Regions from separate parts of the Mus musculus genome. Here region 1 is linked to region 2. A link is a contact called in public Hi-C data. All regions are on one chromosome and are shown on one strand. Each heading gives the region's core, a stretch centred on a gene start, on an enhancer-like site or on the middle of the called end of the contact. The rest is flanking DNA. Distances are from core to core; before and after follow the strand shown.

The links. Hi-C and Micro-C count contacts between places; a contact is called where the count stands out from the background.
Region 1: a Hi-C map of neural progenitor cells shows a contact between it and region 2, with 4 times the contacts expected there. The contact joins two enhancer-like sites. A contact is called at or near these places in 5 of 484 Hi-C or Micro-C datasets (cerebral cortex, cortical neurons, forebrain and 2 more).

What each region holds. Positions count from the first base shown.
Region 1 is chr13:72,767,945-72,770,644 of GRCm38.p6, reverse strand. No RefSeq gene overlaps it. Among named protein-coding and RNA genes, the nearest start is that of D730050B12Rik, 47 kb to the left of the region's middle. Within about 2 kb of position 1,309, at least 9 of the 459 cell types and tissues checked have an H3K27ac peak or open chromatin away from gene starts, as enhancers often do. A contact at or near this core is called in neural progenitor cells, where this site is marked.
Region 2 is chr13:71,457,359-71,460,069 of GRCm38.p6, reverse strand. No RefSeq gene overlaps it. Among named protein-coding and RNA genes, the nearest start is that of 1700112M02Rik, 29 kb to the left of the region's middle. Within about 2 kb of position 1,384, at least 50 of the 459 cell types and tissues checked have an H3K27ac peak or open chromatin away from gene starts, as enhancers often do. A contact at or near this core is called in neural progenitor cells, where this site is marked.

The DNA of each region.
Region 1 (2,700 bases), core at 60-2,559, 1.3 Mb before region 2:
CTATTTCCCAGAGGGGGGCATTAAAATGTTTTGTTTTTTTTTTTTTTTTGTTATCATGTGTATTTGTGAGAGTGTCACATGCATGCCCCAGCACAAATATGGTGGTCAGAGGATAACTGTGGAAGTCATTTCTTGTCTTCTACCATGCAACTGAACTCAGGCTGTCAGGATTTTTCAGCAAGCTTTTACCCACTGAGCCAGTCAGCCTAATACTGGGTACCCCTTTAATATATAATAAAATGAGAGAATGATCAGAGTTCACTAGCAGAGTACCATGTTCATCTCCACCAGAGACGGGGGCAGCTGAGTGAGGCAGTGCTAGCACCTGTGACTAACTACAAACAAGGAGGCTACTGCAAGAGTTCCCTGGACTACACACACAGACATATACATTGCATCCCCCCACAAGACACAGATAGAGGCCCCCATAAACACACAGCCACATGCACACACACACACACACACACACACACACACACACACACACAGAATCCCTCCCGCAAACACAGACAGCACACACACAGACATAAACACATAGACACATGCAAACACATGCAAACACACACAAACACACACACACAGCTTCACTCCCCCCACCACCACATCCACACACAGAGGCACATAACACCCATTCCCCCACACAGGTACATAGATAGCACATACGCATACACATAGACATACACAGAAACACACACAGCACCAATCCCCCACAGACACCCCCAACAGATACATAGACAGCACACACACAGAGACAGATAGACAGCACCTGTTCACACTCAGATAAATGGACAGCACCCTCTTATCCATACATAGACACACAGACAGCTCTTCTCACAGACAGACACACAGATAACAAACACACATAGAGCACATAGACAACACTTCCACACAGAGACACATAGACAACACTCCAACATAGAGACACATACATAGCACATGCACACCTGTACACACACATATATGCACACACACATGCACACTCACACATACCATCTGGGTGGACATTCCTCTCCACAGCTGGTTCAGTGAGGTGGACTCTACTTGTCAGATTTGTGTAATCACCGTTTTCCAAAGTAGCAAAAAACAAGACATCTGCTTCCAAAGCCCCATCCCCCACCCCGCTTTATCATTCCGACACCATGGCTGATTCTTGGCTACCTCCATTCTGTGTCCCATTGCTTCCCTGGAACCACAGAGCCCCTTGAGGTCCCAGCTGGGAGTCTGCCCGGGATCAGCTGCAGCTGCAGGAAATGAAGCCTTTGGTTCAGCAGATGGCACCCTTTGCTCTGAATCTGGAACAGCAGTGTCTGCCCACGCTCCTGAGAGACAAGGAACGACATTGCCTTCTGAGTTGATAGCACCAAAAAACGCTAACTGTCCCTCCTGGGCACCTTGCAAACACCACAGAGGAAACCATGTGACACCCGTTGGCCAGGTCAACCTCCCGGGATAAGACCCAGAAGTGCTCAGGCGGTGGAATAGCCCCTCCAGCAAAACACCTTCCAGAATGTTCTTTCAAGTTTCCTGTCTGCCAGCTTGCTCCTGTTTGTACTTGTCCTGTCGTGTGTCAGCCATGTTTAAGGACATTGTCTGAAGCAATGGCTCAATTATGTATTCTCAGGTGTGCCACCAGCCCGCATAAGACTAATTGTTTCTGCCTTGTTACCCATAGGAAACAATTATGATAAGAGTAACCAGTGTTTAAGATACAAACTAGATAGGCTTTCTGTTCAACTGAGTGAAGTCTCTGGTTCCCACTGCTCTGTTTGAGAGCATCTTCAGTTTGTGGTTTTTGTAGGGCTGGAGTCTGATTTTCTACTTCCCAGGAAGATTTCATGGTCAGCCAAGGTCATCTGACATTTTGCCCAGTCAGCCGTACTAGGCCTGTGGTCATACAGTGACTTCAGAAATGGATCGTCTACACTGAGTTCCCTTAGGAAGCCTGTGGGCACTCCTCTATGTGTGTCTATGTGTGCAAGAGGGTGCTTATGTGTGCAGTGCATGCTGGGACAAGGGAGCAAAGAGGGAGGGATAAAGAGCACCAGAAGATATGATTTCTGCTACTAAGCAATTACAGTTATGTGAGTAAGTCACTTTCTTTAATGAGAGTGATGTCACAGGACACGTCTCCAGTGTTTACCATAAACAGGTTTGTTACTTTGAATAATTCTTAGGCTTAATTACAATAAGTATTTGGATCATTTCCATTGTCAGTCTATGGGATTGGCATGTCAGTTCATAGAGACACCCACCATAAGTCTTCCATCACTGTGGGTAAAAAGAGCCACCTCTCTCCACAACCTTGTCCTCTAGTGCTCTCTGTAAGCAGAAAAAGAACCATAAACAGAACAGAAGACAAAAGGTTCTAACAGCCTTGGCCCATGTATTCTCTATGGCACTGCTCTGAGGATTTTCAGGTTCCCCTGCAAAGAGCAGCCCCTGATCCATTTCCTCTGTCCTGGGGTCTCTACCATGAGGGAGTGAGCTGCACCTCATGCAGATGTGCCCAGACCAGCCACCTCAAGGAGAGCTTCCTCCGGGCCCACTCAGTTGGCTCGCAGTATGTAAAATGGCTAGGGTTACGAAATTCACTAAAAATTGGCTTACATAAATCGATTAGAGGCAAGATCAGCTTCCTGGGTTTGCCTTAAGGGTTAATGGGAAGATTTTTTTTTTTTTTTTTTTTTTTTGGTCACCAGA
Region 2 (2,711 bases), core at 135-2,634:
GAGCTCAGAAGCCCCTGTGAACACAGGGATCCTGGAGGCCATGCTTTCCCTCTGTAATCATCTCTCTGTTCGGAAACCAATGGACAAGATTACAGTAAGTAGAAGAAAGCAAGGGAACCAGGCGACCTAAAACATTACACTTTGCCATCGTCTTTGTCTTTGCTTTTACTTTGATATCTACATTTCCAAAACATCCAGGTGCTCTGGCGCACTTAGCAACCGTATTAGCAGTGTGCTGCTGTGCAGGTCTTTCTGGCACTACAACCTGGAAAACTCTGAAAATAAAAATTTGCAGTATGTTTACATGATCTCCATGAAAATCCCCCAGTGCTAAGACAGCTTCAAAGCACACCCCTTTAGTGCTGGGAAACTGTTACCCCTCAGTCTCAAGTACCAGTCTCAGTGGCTTCCAAACGTTCTCTTGGACTGCGTGCCCCCCCCCACACACACACACTCCCCCTCCCCCACCCATCCACCCCCCCACCTCATGACTTCCCTGTGGAAAGGCTGTTCTTAAATGGTGGGGTTTTTTTTTCCTTTCTTTCCTAACAATAAAGTTAATTTGAGGATCTGATAGAAGCATACGTTAAGAGTCTTTGCTTAAGTTCCCATTTCTATCACCACAAATGATTTTTCTGCTTTTGTTCCGTCCTCTCTAACGGTAATCCCCTCTGCCTGGTTATTTGAGACAAGAGTAGATAAAGCCTTCCTTCATTTTCTTAAGTGCTCTTATTCAAGTACCCGCTCTTCAAATGTGCTGAGTAATGGCGTCTGAATGGAGGGTCCAGGAGGAGCAGAGGTGGCCCACGGGCCAGCGGCCTCTTATGCGGGTATCAGCCACGCACCACTGACCACTTGCGTTAGGTGAACCTGGACTCTGCCCCTGCAGACTCCCAGCATCCTGGGAGTCCACTCTGGAGACCAGGGTGTGGCCCCAAAATGGCTTTCTAGCTTCTGAGCTGGCTTGCTAGGATGGAGACTTACAGTGGACCTTCTAAAGGGTTCTCACCATAGAGAACTCGCTTAGTCATTTTAAGTAGGGACTCAAAAAAACCCAGTCCCTCCCTCTCTGACCCGATGAAAAACAGGACGATCCCACATTCCCAGAGATCTTGAAGCAGCTCTTTTCCAAAGATGCAGCCTCTGGCTGTGTTTCCTCCACTTGCAAAAAGCAGCCGGCTTGTGAATGCGTGGCTGGGGAGCCACTGCTCTTGGAATCTACTGGAATGATCCTGCAGATGCAGCGCTGGGGAATTTGGACGGTATTTCACGGTTGAGGAAGGGCTCCCTCCTTCTCTGAGTTCTCGCTCAGGGCTTTGAGTTGAAGACTGCAGCTTACACTGTCAAAACGCATGCTGATTTGATCCCTTTCTTAAAGGCTGGATCCTTAGAAAGCCGGCTCTGTTCCATGATAAAGGCCTATTCAGCGTGGGGTCTGACCCTGCACGCAGGCGTCCGCAGGGCCGCAGTGGAGCGCTTGCACCCCCTACAGGCCGACATGCGCAAATGCGGCCCCGACGCGGGCGCTCCTCCTCCCTCTGCCTTCCTAGAGAATTTTTTGGGAGTATTTGCAGATGCCTGGCAGTCCCTGAAACAGAGCAGGTAAGTCTTGGTTGTTGGCTCTCCCAACAAGGCAGGATCCTGGCCTCTACTACCCTACAGCTAAGCTGTGCCCGGCTTGTAACCGGAAATCAGGTTCTCACAGTCAAGAAAGACAAAAAGGAGAAGCTGTTTCAAAGAAATGTGTGGTCTGTGTGGATGCTTGTAACAGAAACTTGCCAGCCTCTGAGCCCAAAGCCAGACGTGATGCTACCACACCAATCTGTTAGTGTTGAGCAAGCCAGGCTAAAGCAGGTGTGTGTGTGTGTGTGTGTGTGTGTGTGTGTGTGTGTGTAAAACACAGCTAAGTGTCCTGTCCCAAGAGGGAAGGTTCAAGCCAGTCTCAAACAAAGAGACACAGGAAGATATTTAAAAGTAGAACCAACTGATTTTCCACGTTCTGTTGGGCTTTGAAGCACATAATTCTGTGCACCTTTGTCACCCTTTAATCTAAGCTGGACCTGTGCCCCAATCAGAGCAATGCAGTAAGGCGAGATGGGCCTCTTGTGACCGTGCAGGGCAGACATGGGTGTTTCACTCCACACGTTCACACTTTCCCCTGCCCTTCAGGCCATGGGTGAAAATTGGCCTTTCCCTTACCTCCCTACAGGATAGCACTGGCCAAGAGTGCTTCTAACTGTGGAGACCTGCATTTGCACTGTAGAGGGGAGGAGCTGCTGCCCCACAGCTTCCTGTCTGTAGCAGGTAGTACTTACCAGAGGCCAGAGTGTGGCCCCAGGAGCACAGCATCCCATGTTGTGAGCCATTCAACATGGATTCTGGGTACCGAAGGACTTGCTTGTACAATAGCAGTAGACATGTTTAACTACTGAGCCATCTCTCTGGCCCCGCCTATACAGATTCATAGATGTGTGATTATAAAAGAAGTTCATGTGTTCCAAGAATGACTTGTAATAAAATGTGGTGTTTGTTCACAGATTCTGGACAACAATGAGAGAGAGAGAGAGAGAGAGAGAGAGAGAGAGAGAGAGAGAGAGAGAGAACTAGTGAGAGAGAGAGAACTATATGCAGAGGCCCCGACCAATTTGTACAGAAATTCGTGCAATTAAAGGTCTATAAAAAACAATGTATAAAACCCAATATAAAGCAAA